Linked DNA regions of Sus scrofa: all the other regions are linked to region 2. The links are chromatin contacts, called in public HiChIP or PLAC-seq and promoter capture Hi-C maps. All regions are on one chromosome and are shown on one strand. Each heading gives the region's core, a stretch centred on a gene start, on an enhancer-like site or on the middle of the called end of the contact. The rest is flanking DNA. Distances are from core to core; before and after follow the strand shown.

Region 1 (4,389 bases), core at 325-2,824, 230 kb before region 2:
GAGGAAACATTAAGATTGCTGTCTTATGCCCATGAGTTCCTTGTTCACTGTACTGACGCCAAAATTCCACGTGTCCTTTTTGTCACTACAAGGTATTTCAATCTAATAGCCTAAACAGTGAATTAAACACATAAGCTATTTAACTTCCGGTGTCTATGTGTTTTTACATTTTTAGCATCAGGTTACTTAGTATATTAAAACATCATTTGGTATCACATTGACCAAGGAATCTGGTAAGTAATGCTTGCCATGTATGGCAAGGCCTGAACTCACAGCAAAGATAAAAATGTAATTATTAGTAGATCAGATAATACAATTACAGACATACCTCAGAGATACTTCAGGTTCAGTTTTCCACATCAATGCAATGATGTGACTACCACAATAAAGTGACTCAGTTTTTGGTTTTTCAGTGCATATAAAAGTTATGTTTACACTATACCGTAGTCTATTAAGTGTGCCATGGCATTATGTCTAAAAAACAATTATACATTAAAGAAAACAGCATTAATTTAAAAATAATGCTGACGGAAAAATGGTACCAACAGACCTGATTGACACATGGTTGTCACAAACCTTCAATTTGTAAAAAATGCAATATGTGCAAAGTGCAATAAAGTGTAACAAGGTGTGCCTGTATATAGTAAGATTTAGAATGTTGATTACAGAAAAAGGGACACTTGAACAGGATTCTGGAGGATAAATGAATCAGGTTGGAGGTGGAGTGGAAACGCACTGAAGAAAAGGAAGCTGGGAAGCAGTTCACCGAGGCTGGAATAAAGGATATTACTGGAGGGCTGAGAAGTGCAGCGACAACAGGATGGATTAACAGGATGAATGCCCTTGCTGGACATTCTAAGCTAAAGAGTCTGAATTAACTTCCTCTAGAGAGTGCATTCGTTTCTCCAGGGAGCCTGCCCTGACGACAAGGGGGACAGACGCCTAGCGCCCCTGCTGCAGCAGCCTCCAATCCAAACAGGCTCCGCGCCACAGTTACTGTTTACACGTCTGTCTACCCCGGACACTGGGCTCGTCTACGTCAGTATCTAGTCTCCCTCAGGACCGTCTCCCAGCGCGGGACCGGCGGGAGGAGCTCCTTACATGTCTGTCGAAGGCCGGTGGACGAAGCGACTCTCCCGGCGACCTCTAAGGTCCCTACGATTCTGAGAGTCTGGGGTTCCAGAGTCACTGGCAGTATTAAAATGTCCTCTATGGGGGTGGGGCGGGAATGCCGGCGAGTCCCCGAGGGTTGCGGGCCTACGTCCACGACCCTCGCGCACTGCCTCCGAAGCGCGCGCCGCAGTCCCGGAGTGCGGCCCTCCCCGCCGAGACCCAGGAACCAGCCTGAGTCAATGCTCCCGGCCCAGCTCCAGCCAGGCCCCCAGGCGACGGCCTCACCTGGACAAGACCTCTAGGTCTTCCAGCGCAGAAAGCAGCCGCTCGCGAGTGCTGTTGCCGCTCGCCGCTCCCAAACCGCCGCCGCCCGACCGCTCCTTCTCCTTCTCGCCGCTCGAAGACGCCGCCATCCTCCCGACACACTAACAGCCGGCGCGTGCGCAGCTGCGCTCTAAGGAAGAGTGTCGGTCCGCGGGCGGAAGGAAGGGTCACAGAGGCGAGGTAGAGAGCCTGGGCCAGAGCGCCCCCTGCGCGCCTGGAGGTGTCTTGCAGGCGCCGGCGCCATCTGCTGGGCTAGTGAGGGCTTCTTGGGTCCAACCCGCGAGCGAGGGCCAAACCCAGAACTGGGGGCCCAACGCGGTCAGGTTTCCAGCACCTTAGCTTATTCAAGCAGCTGCTCAGTGGAGTTTGTTTGTTTGTTTTTTCCTTTTTTTTGGCCGCCTCGCGGGCATACGGAGTTCCTGGGCCAAGGATCAAATCCCAGATACATTTGTGACCTACCAATCGCTGGATCCTTTAACCCACTGTGCCAGCTGGGGATCAAACCCGCGTCCCAGTGCTGCAGAGATGCCCCTAATAGTGTTGGGCTGTGCCACAGTGGGAACTCCTGCTCAAGGGCATTTGTGGGAATTACATAATGGCCTGCATCTTGTGTCAGTGTCTTTGAGCAATGGGCCGGGGACCTACCGGATTTATCGCTGTTTAGTCTGCGTTCCCATAATGCTATTTCCACCCTCTGTTCGGGCTCTCAGGGAGGCTGTGAGCTCTTTAGGACAGGAAATGTAATCCTTATTTTCTTTAATTTTTTTTTTCTGTGGTCACATGCATTCAGCATAAAATTACTGTGTTAATGGTGTGTAAGTGTACAATTCACTGGAATTAGGTATATTCATATTGTTGTGCTACCAACACCAGCATCCTCTGGCCTTTCTGTAGTCACACCCCTTCATTCATTCGGCTCCAGTCATTCTGGTTCTCAAGCACCAGGACGCTCCTGCCTTAGGGCATTGGCACTGCTGTTCTCCCTGCCTTCATGGGTTGCCCCCCAGAAAGTCACAAGGCCATCTGCTCTTGGGACACAAACTGCACTTTCTTCGGGACCCCCACCCTGGCCACCTTGTTTACAACTGCCGTCTCACCTCCACCTTCCGCCACCTTTACCCAGCTCTTCATTTTTTCCTACAGCATTTGTCATCTTCTAACATTTCACCTAAGTCAGTTGATGTGTGCTCTGCTAATTGTCTCCTCCACTAGGATATAAACTCCATGAGGGCAGAGTCTCTTGGAACTTCTCAAAGACCTAGCCCCAGTCTCAGAATACTGTCTGAAACACGGTGAGTCCCAATAACTATTATTGGATTTGTTGTTGACAGAGGTGCTGAAATCATCAGAAACTGAAAACAAACTGTAGTTATCTATAGTTTTGCCTCTAATTGGTAAAATCTTATTTTCAATGATTTCTGTCCATAGTCTCCTGAAGATTCTTTTTTTTTTTTTTCTTTGCTTTTTAGGGCCGCACCCATGGCATATGGAGGCTCCCAGGCTAGGGGTCCAATTGGTAACTGCCAGCCTATACCACATCAGATTCGAGCTGCGTCTGCCACCTACACATCATCTCACGACAACACCAGATTCTTAACCCACTGAGCAAGGCCAGGGATCAAACCTGCAACCTCATGGTTCCTAGTTGGATTCATTTCTGCTGCACCATGACAGGAACTCCCTCCCAAAGATTCTTAAAAGCAACTTCAAATATTTATGGCATCTTCAACCAAAAAATGGAATATTCAGGAGTTCCCATGGTGGCTCAGTGGTTGACGAATCCGACTAGGAACCATGAGGTTGCGGGTTCGATCCCTGGCCTCGCTCAGTGGGTTAAGGATCTGGCATTGCCATGAGCTGTGGTGTAGGTGGCAGATGCGGTTTGGATCCCACGTTGCTGTGGCTCTGGCATAGGCTGGCGGCTACAGCTCCGATTCGACCCCGAGCCTGGGAACCTCCATATGCCGCGGGAGCGGCCCAAGAAAAATGGCAAAAAGAAAAAAAAAAAAAAAAAAAAAAAAAGGAATATTCAGCAGTGCAGTAGTGGGCATTGGCCCTGGTACCTTATAACTCAAGAAACACTATTTTTCATTTTTTAATTTTATGGCCACACTGACGGCACATGGAAGTTCCCAGGCCAGGCACTGAACCTGAGCAGCAACTGAGATCTACCCCACAGCTGCAGCAACGCTCGATCCTTTAACCTACTGCACAGGGCTAGGGATTGTTTAACCTGTGCCTCCACATGACGTGAGCTACTGTAGTCAGATTCTTAACCCATTGCACCACAAGAACTCCATGAAATACTATGTCCTCCAAGCCTCTGTTCTGAAGCTCCTTCCCCTAGCCAGTTCCCAAAGTATGTTCCAAGTCAGTTTCCATCAAAGGTGGGTGAAGAATCAAACTCAAGCATTTCTCTTCCAGTAGTCAGGCACTAAAAAAAAGAAAACAGATAAAAGCAAAAATAAACCAATGGAACCTAATCAAACAGACAAGCTTCTGCACAGCAAAGGAAACCATTAAAAAAAACAAAAAGACAACCTATGGGATTGGAGAAAATAGTTTCGAACAATGCAACTGACAAGGGCTTAATCTCTAAAATATACAAACAACTTATACAACTCAACAGGAAAACAAACAAACAAACAAACAAACAACCCAACTGAAAAATGGACAGAAGACCTGAACAGACATTTCTCCAAAGAAGATATACAAATGGCCAACAAGCACATGACAAAATTCTCAACATCACTGATTCTTAGTGAAATGCAAATCAAAACCACAGTGAGGTACCACCTCACACCAGTCAGAATGGCTGTCATTAACAAGTCAACAAATAAATACTGGAGAGGGTATGGAGAAAAGGGAACCCTCCTACACTGGTGGCAGGAATGTAAGTTGGTATGACCACTATGGAAAACAGCATGGAGGTACCTCAGAAAACTACTAAAT
Region 2 (4,500 bases), core at 870-3,369:
GGGCTCATTAGAGAAATATTATCAGTTTGATGCTTTTTGGTGGCAACACCTGAAATCTCCAGCTCTGTTGAGGTCAGCTCCAGGGCTATTCAAATCGGAGGCTCAGTTGTGTCACCAAGAACCCAAATTTTCTGATATTCCTGCTGTACCATCTTTAGCATATCAGCCTCATCCTCCGGTCAGCTTGCTTGCCTTAAGTCACGATGGCTGAAGCAATTACCAGTGTCACAGTCTCAAAATAGTTAAGAAATAGAGGGCCTGTGGGAGTTCCTGTAGTGGTGCAGCGGAAATGAATCTGACTAGGAACTATGAGGTTTTCGGTTCGATCCCTGGCCTCACTCAGGGGGTTAAGGATCTGGCGTTGCCGTGAGCTGTGGTGTAGGTCACATATGTGCCTCGGAGTCTGCATTGCTGTGGCTGTGGGGTCGGCCGGCAACTGTAGCTCTGATTTGAACCCTGGCCTAGGAACCTCCATATGCTGAGCGTGTGGACCTCAAAAGCAAAAAAAAAAAAAAAGCAGAAAGAAAAAAGAAATAGAGGAACTGTGTCATCCTTGTATCTCATTTTAGCAGGCTCCCAGCAGACTATCTCTGATCTTGCAAAGACCAAAACTGCCTTCTGTGCTCCTGACTACACTAATCCTGGGCGAGGTGAATGGAATTACCACTTTGGTGCCATTTGCTCTCTATGGATCTGCCTGGGCATGAACTCTACCTCCTGATAAACTTCTGGCCCCCGACAGAGAGTTTCCGAACTGAGGCAAGACTGGCTGTTGACTAGGCCAATCCTTTTTTCACATTCTGGCACATGCCCTGGTTAACAAAAAAATGGTAATCCTTCGTATGACTCATCGGGATAAAACCAAGAGCTATGACTTGCCTGAGGGCGCCTCATGCTTCAGCCCTGCTCAGCTGTTCCAAAGATGAGGGGATTCGCCTCAAGAGCACAGCTGTATTTTATTCACAGCACCTCAGCTGGGAAGCTTTGACATGGCAACACACAGCATTTGCCAATGAGGGAAAAACATGTTCTCAAACAAGACAATCTCTTATTATAAGTAAATATCAAGAGACAAAAGAGACAGTTTCTAAGCCAATGTTTAATGGTTGCAATTCCGGCAAACTCTTCTCTGATGTCTTTGTGCCTTTGCACAAGCTGTTTCTCTTTTCTTGGTATTTCTTTAACATAATGTAATGGACAAGTCGAGTCAAATATATCTGTGTTCAAATCCTCTACCACCTATCATCTCTGTAGTATCAGGCAAATTAATTAACTCCTCTGCACCTGTTTTCCGCACTGGAAAGTAGAATTCGACTACGACTCAGTTTAAGGGGATGTTGGTGAGGATTAAGTAAGATAATTATGTAAAATGGCCAGAACAATTCTTTATACATATAGTAAGCCCTCCTTAAATGTTAGGTCTGTCTGGCTAACTTCCATTCAAATGCTACTGCTCCTCGGAAGAAGTCCCTTAAACATTTCAACCGTGGCTTCAGTTTTCACAGCGCGATTAAAACACTTAGCACCCGATAATCAGTTCTTTGCTCACAGCTCCCACCCCTTTCCCTAAAAAGAGCTCTAAAAGGCCAGTCATTGTCCCCTCCTTGGGATCTCCTAGGGGTTGGCCAAACTCAGCTCCTAACAGGCATTCCAGAAGTGTTTTTGTTTTGGCCGATTCGCTTAACGGATTGGGCGGGAGGAGGGCGGGCGAAAGCGAGGGCGACGCCCGCGGAGGAGAGGGGCGTGCCGGCCCAGGGTGCGCTCGCCCGATATTCCCCGCGGGCTCGAGCCGGGCCCCAGATCCACCCGCAGATTGAGGTGGGGCCCGCTCTCACCCACCAGGCTGGGTAGCGCCCGGTTACCGGCACCCAAGCCTGGAGGGGCGAGTTTCGGCGCGAGGCAGGTTCAGGCGGCGGCGGCTGCCTCAGGGAGCGCGCCTGGATCTCCAGGCCCGGGTTCCCCGCCCGACCGCGCGCCCTCGCCCCGCGCCCCGCTCGGCGCCCCGGTGCCCTCCAAACGCCAGCGGGCCCGGGAGCCTCGCGGACGTGACGCCGCGGGCGGAAGTGACGTTTTCCCGCGGTTGGACGCGGCGCTCGGTTGCCGGGCGGGGGAGGGCTCGTCCGGTTTTTCTCAGGGGACGTTCAAATTATTTTTGTAACGGGAGTCGGGAGAGGACGGGGCGTGCCCTGACGTGCGCGTGTCCTCCTGCCCCGGCCCTCCTTCAGCGCTCGCCGGCACCGGCCCTGGGAGGGCGTCATGCCGCCCAAAACCCCCCGGAGAGCAGCCGCCGCCGCCGCCGCCGCCGCCGCTGCTGCTGCGGAGCCCCCGCCGCCGCCGCCGCCGCCGCCGCCACCGCCGCCACCGCAGCCTGAGGAGGACCCCGAGCAGGACAGCGGCCCCGAGGACCTGCCTCTGGTCAGGTGAGCGAGCCGACCCGTCGCGGCGGCCAGCGCGCGGGAAGGGCGCCCCGGGGGTGCGTCGGCGGGCGCCGCGGCGTCTAGGCGGGGGCGCGTCTCCGCCCGGGCCGGGTCCCGGCGGGAGGAGGGTCCTCCCCGGCCCCCCGCGGCGGCGGAGCGCCGGGAGGAGGCTGACAGGGGTCTGGGGTCGGGAACGAGGGGAGGGCGGCCGGGAGGGGTTTCGGCTCCCGCTTGACAGGTGTCGAGCGGGTGGGGCTCGGGTCGCTGAGCGAAGTGACAGGTGCCGCCTTTCCTCCGCGAGACGGGAGCCTCGCAGGCGGCGGGTCGTTTGCAGACCCCATCAAATGCAGAAGAAAGAAAAAAAGAAAAGAAAGACTAGATTGCTGGAGAGGTTTTTCCCCATTTGAGATTTGTAGTCCTCCGGTGGTCTTTCGACTTTCTGTTTTGGTCTCCCGCGGTGCAACATTTGGAAGTGTTTTCCTCTGGGCGTGCGACTCATCTGAAGCCCAGTCCTGGGAGAGGCCAGCCAGGAAAACCTTGGATACTGCTGCAGAGATGCCACCGGACGTGAAGTGCAGGGTTCTGGGTGGCAGTTGCCCCTCCGGGAGCTCGGCTGGGGTGCTTTTCGGGGTTCCCTTGTAAAGAGTGCTTTGAGTTCTAAGCCTTCGGTAGTGACTGGTGGAACATAGCTCTCTAAGAGGAACTTGTTGTATCGGTAAAAGTTTTGTGAGACATTTAGCTCAAGAGCTTCGAAGTTTCTGAACGTTCTCATTTTTCTTGTTGCATAAAACTCTTCTTGCATGATAGTCTGCTTCAGGCTGCCTCTTTTTTTCTTCCATTTTGCCTTTTGGCTTTGAGCCAGCAAGGATCTTGGTGTCTCTTTTGTATTTGTTTGGGAACAAGATTAGTGTTCTTGTGCTCACATAAAATTAATTTTCCCCCCAGGTGGATTCTAAATTTCAGCGAGTCCATGATAATATAGGGAGATAGTTATTGCAGCATCTTATTTTTCTTGATTGTGATGCTTTACGGTTTAGAAGCCAAGATCGAAAGAGTGTAATTGTCATTATCATTGTTAGCACTGGCCCTCCTTTGAGACTACGCATCAATTGCCAGGGGATGGGACTCTGCTGATCCTCACCACTCTTTCCTGCAGTTCTGATCCGTCAGCAAGTCCTATTTCTTTCACCGCCCTAGGACACATTGTTAGGGACTGAAGTGGGCTTTTGGAAATACCAGAACAGCACACAGTCTTCATTCTTGAGATAACCAAAAGTTAATTGTGTTTCAAAGGAGGTTTGGCAGTCTGGAATAGGGTCAGGGGCATGGATTAGAGAGTTAGATTACTGGGTTTATATTAGAGCTTCCCACTTACTCGCTGTGATCTCAGGTGAGTGCTTTAACTTCTCTGATTTGTGATCATCAGAGTACTTACCTGTTAGGGCTTATGTATGTATTAAACCATGCATCTAAACCCCATCAATTCATTTAAATCCTGTTCATATGGAGCATAGTAAATACTAAAAAATTATTAGCTGTTCCTTGTACTATACTATTCTTATGTCAAATAGATATTAAGTGAATGAATAAGAATTAGCCAACAAGAATTTTTTGACTGCCTATCTTGGTTAAGGAAGATCAAGGAGAAAAGGCTGAAATAAGCATATCAATAATTTAATCATATAAGAAACACTAGTAGTAGGTAGAGAGATTAAATGAATCGTTGTTGAGAGTGGACTGCATTTTAGCAAAGTCACCGATACTGAATTGGTTCTGTAATGTTATCTATGGCTTTCCTTTTCTGTTACTGTCCCAATTTTTCCTAACAGCTGTAGCTATTGTACTTGCTTTTCTTCCCAAAGCTATGTTGCTGCACTGAAGTTCCTATGATTTACCAGGCCAGCAAACATTTTTCACTATGTGGTACTCTTATTTTGGAAATACTGAAAAGATCAACATACGTTTAAATTCTAAGTGTAATTTTTTAAGCGATAGTTAAGATCCCAAAGTATTTGGTGATGTCTTTCAGAATAGTGCTATATTATATGCAAACCAGTGAAACCAATGCTTACGTAATTAATTT
Region 3 (4,110 bases), core at 1,238-3,737, 240 kb after region 2:
ATGCTAATCTGGGGAAAATGAATAAGATCAGTGGACTGGTTGTGATACTTAACTAAACTTTTGCAGAAGTTCCCATCGTGGCTCAGTGGAAATCAATCTGACTAGCATCCATGAGGTTTCAGGTTTGATCCCTGGCCTCACTCAGTGGGTTAAGGATCCAGCATTGCCGAGAGCTGTGGTATAGGTCACAGATGTGGCTCAGATCTGGTGTTGCTGTGGCTGTGGTGTAGGCCAGCAGCTACAGCTCTGTTTCAACCCCTGGCCTGGGAACCTCCATGTGCCACGAGTGCGGCCATAAAAAGACAAAATAAATAAATAAATAACATAAACTTTTGCAAAGTGTGTCCATTGAGGGAAACTTGATAGAAGGTACTTTCTGTATTACTTGTTATAATGGCATGTGAATCTACAATTACTTTAATTATAAAGTCAATTAAACTAGATTACTAAATAATCTAAATTTCTTTAATTTTTCTACTAAAGTTTCTTCTTTCTTCTTCTTCTTCTTCTTTTTTTTTTTTTTTTTTTTTATGGCCACATTTGCAGCATATGGAAGTTCCCAGGCTAGGGGTCAAATCAGAGCTACAGCTGCCTGCCTGCGCCAGAGCCACAGCCACAGCCACATCAGATCCGAGCTGCATCTGTGACCTATATCACAACTCATGGCAACACCGGATCCTCAACCCACTGAGCGAGGCCAAGGATCGAACCTGAAACTTCATGGTTACCAGGTGGATTCGTTTCTGCTGCGTCACGACTAGAACTCCTAAAGTTCCATTCTTTATCCTTTACCTGATTTTTTTTGCACCCAGTTACAAGATAAACAAATAATCACACACAATAAAGGATAAACTTATCTTGTGAATTACTTTTTTTTGCTTTTTAGGGCCTCACCTGTGGCATATGGGGGTTCCTAGGCTAGGGGTTGAATTGGAGCTGCAGCTGCTGGCCTACATCACAGCCACAGCAATGCAGGATCCGAGCCTCGTCTGTGATCTACACCACAGCTCATGGCAATGCCAGATCCTTAACCCACTGAGCGAGGCCAAGGATCGAACCCACATCCTCATGGATACTAGTCAGTTTCATTTCCACTGAGCCACAACAGGAAGACAGATACACATGCTCCCTCCCAACTAACAAACAATAAACAGGACCTTCTTGGTTTTAGGGTTTTTTCAACTGAGTCATTTATATTAAGAATCATCTTCTTTAATTAAAGGAGTAGAGTTGCAAAGAAGACACACCTACATGGATGTGGTCAGGCAGCACTTTGATGATGAAGCAGTTTAGAACTTCTGTTCTTGGAATTCGTATTACGCACAGCCTTGTGGAAATGAAGAGATAGAGCTCTTAAGTCTATCTGTTCCATCTGCCTACCACGCAGACCCGCACTCTCCACTGCCCAAGGAATGGTGAGTACTGTGGTCAATACTAACAGCCCCAACCACATTCTACAGCGTAATAGCTCCTGTGATTATACTGAGAAGTTTGATAGGAATTATTTTCCTGACCTCATCCCCAAATTTCTTCTTGCTCAATATTATCTTGTTATTTCTATTTATTTCTCCCCTAAAATGCCCTCCCCATTACTTCCCCTGTAATTATCAGCTCACTGAAGTAGGCCCTTTCATTTTGGTTTCCTCTTCACTGCCTGGAGCGTTGTGGGCACTCAGCATATGCTGTTTCACTTTTGATGTCAGCATCTTCAAATGGAGACAGGTGGCTTCACAAGCGAGGACAATCTTTGCATCAACCAGGATTAATCTAATAATTTGCTTCAAGCACATTATAATTTTGTCTCTCCTCCAAGTACCTTGATTTTTTAAAAGGTTAGTGCAGATAATCCAGGCTTATTCATTCCTCTCAAATTTCAACAATCTGACCCAGAGTACTTGGGATTTTTTTTTTAGGGTTCCACTGTTTACAGAGATATTTAATTTACAAAATAAATAAGGTCATAATAATGTTTAGTCAACATTATTAATCATTATCAGTTATAGTGATAATATTAATATTACTATTTTCAGGTTTATTTTAATTAAATAATGCAGATCCATAACAAATTAGCATGTGAACTGGTGAATTTACAAACTCTCACGCAGATTAGGGTGAATAAAAAAATTAACTAAGCAGCCACTGCACCACTTACTGCTCTGTTTTCAGAGATAGAGAAACACAAAGTAAACTGAGAAAACTACAGGTAATATATCTAAATTATAACAACATGACAGGCTTAAATAAACTAGATTCTATTGCCTGAAGAGACTGTATTTTCTGCAGTGCCTGTCAGAACAGTGAGCTCAGTGAAGGTGCTCAGTGGGTGTTCACCGAAATGGATTTACGTACCCACTGGATATCACGCAAATCTGCTGTTGAAAGCAAATCCATGATGATGCTGGTAATTCAGCAACCAAATCTAATGCAAGTAGAGTTTATGTTGAACAGTGGTTCATGTTTGCTGTTACCTGAAAGAAGTGATGTACTCGGACCTGAGACATTTTAATGCCTTCTCTGCAGGAAGCGCCACTGACCTGGAAGTAAGAGAAAGAGAAAACATAGATGAGATTCACTACGAGGCAGTGAGAACTGAGTCTGAGCCACACACGCAATTATTCACAAGGAGCATGGCTTCACATTTAGCCAACATGGGAGATTCCAGGTGCAGGTTTCTATTCTGCCACGGTGTCATTTTCACGGTTCCGAATTGCAAACCCAAACTTGGTACAGTTTCTCCAGATCAACTAAATTGATGCTGGAAAGATGGTACAGGAATCTGGGTTCTTGTTCACGGCGGTCGAAGAATGAACTCCGCGAACACACAGGCAGCATGCAAGCAAAGTTTTTATTAAAGGAAAGCAGATGGCTCCCAGGGTTGCTGGGAGCGGGGAGAAGAGCCCCCTTTCTCTATTGTCCTATAGGGGTTTTTTATCCCTTAAAGAGGGACCAACGTGGGGTCCAGAGAGATGTGCTCTTCTCCCATTGGCCTTGCTTAGTTACCTATGTCAGTCCTTGTCCAATAGAGTCTTAAGGGTGGAAATGTCCCGTAAGTCTCGTAGTTTCTTTGTCCTTTTCATCCCTCAAACTGAGTCGCAGGGGATTAGGGATTAATATCCATCTGGGCGTAGGTACACTCCCTATAGTAAACAAGGCCTGTGGGGATGTTAGTCCCTGGAGCCCTTAAGCCACAAATGTTGATCGATGGCCATACCAAAGAGTACATCAAAGCCCATGCTCCTGCACTGACTACCTGAGTTAATATTCTGCCTCAAAATAATTGATACCGAATTTAAAACCATGATACACAAATTAATGGCTTTCTATATGCCCAAACTTGGGCAAAGTATGGAGAAAATCAAAATGATTTCAAATGGTTCTTTACCTGAAATAAGAGGAAGAGTCTGACGGTAGCAGAATAATGTGGGAGAAAATGGGTAAGATTAATATAACACAATGGGTGTAGGTTGAAACTAGGAAACAGAGGATGCAAAGCAAGGGCTCTCGACCACTATTCTGCCCTCTCTAGTAACTTAGGTATTAGGCGATGCCATTTCCCATCTCTATCCAGAATGACGGGTCTCTTAACTGCAGTGGTCTCTTGGCCTTGAATCCTTTCTGTAGCTCTCCCTCTCCTTTTCAGCAGTATCTCGAGATAGCTGACACCAAGAGCAATGGGCAGAAAACATGTTTGTTCCTGGCAATACCTGACTGCCTTCTCTGTTGGCCCAAATGGTTTCCAGTGTAATCTATTCTGCATTGAAGTCAGAAAATGTTGAACTTGGGTTTCTTCTGAATCCCTCATTGAACTTAAATGTGCCTAAATGCTCCCAGAAATCAGTGCTTAAGGCCTACAGCTGTGTGCCCTTTGCCCCGCTCTTTCTAGGAGTTGTGTATGCCAGCACTATGTATTTAATAAGGATGCAATTTAATTAACAAAGGTATTTCTTTTTCGTCTAAATGTCCAAAGGTAATATAAATCAATGATTTAATGGAAAAACACTAGGCCAAAATTTGTTTTCCCAGCAGCTAATAGCTGGGCTTACATGAGTTGCCAGACCTCTCTGGCCCCCAGCTTCCTCCTCTATAAGGTAAAAGGATTCTGCTAGATAA

Evidence for each region. Promoter capture Hi-C pulls out the DNA fragments that hold promoters and counts their contacts. HiChIP or PLAC-seq counts read pairs in DNA pulled down with a chosen protein or histone mark.
Region 1: a promoter capture Hi-C map of fetal liver shows a contact between it and region 2, with 3 times the contacts expected there. The contact joins the promoter of MED4 here to the promoter of RB1 in region 2. A contact is called at or near these places in 3 of 5 promoter capture datasets (fetal liver, fetal skeletal muscle and liver), 1 of 47 Hi-C or Micro-C datasets (skeletal muscle) and 2 of 2 datasets of contacts at active chromatin or transcription factors (alveolar macrophages and skeletal muscle).
Region 3: an H3K27ac HiChIP or PLAC-seq map of alveolar macrophages shows a contact between it and region 2. The contact joins the promoter of RCBTB2 here to the promoter of RB1 in region 2. A contact is called at or near these places in 1 of 5 promoter capture datasets (fetal liver), 2 of 47 Hi-C or Micro-C datasets (mesenteric adipose tissue and subcutaneous adipose tissue) and 2 of 2 datasets of contacts at active chromatin or transcription factors (alveolar macrophages and skeletal muscle).

What each region holds. Positions count from the first base shown.
Region 1 is chr11:19,549,043-19,553,431 of Sscrofa11.1, reverse strand. MED4 (mediator of RNA polymerase II transcription subunit 4) reads right to left here and starts at 1,574. Exons shown (of 7, transcript XM_013978727.2): 1 at 1,399-1,574. The coding sequence starts at 1,526. LOC110255811 (a long non-coding RNA gene) reads right to left here. Exons shown (of 3, transcript XR_002336671.1): 3 at 3,466-3,871.
Region 2 is chr11:19,315,261-19,319,760 of Sscrofa11.1, reverse strand. RB1 (RB transcriptional corepressor 1) reads left to right here and starts at 2,119. Exons shown (of 27, transcript NM_001285967.1): 1 at 2,119-2,420. The coding sequence starts at 2,257.
Region 3 is chr11:19,080,218-19,084,327 of Sscrofa11.1, reverse strand. RCBTB2 (RCC1 and BTB domain-containing protein 2) reads right to left here and starts at 2,487. Exons shown (of 18, transcript XM_021065333.1): 1 at 2,350-2,487. LOC106510651 (a long non-coding RNA gene) reads left to right here. Exons shown (of 3, transcript XR_002336553.1): 2 at 1,223-2,662.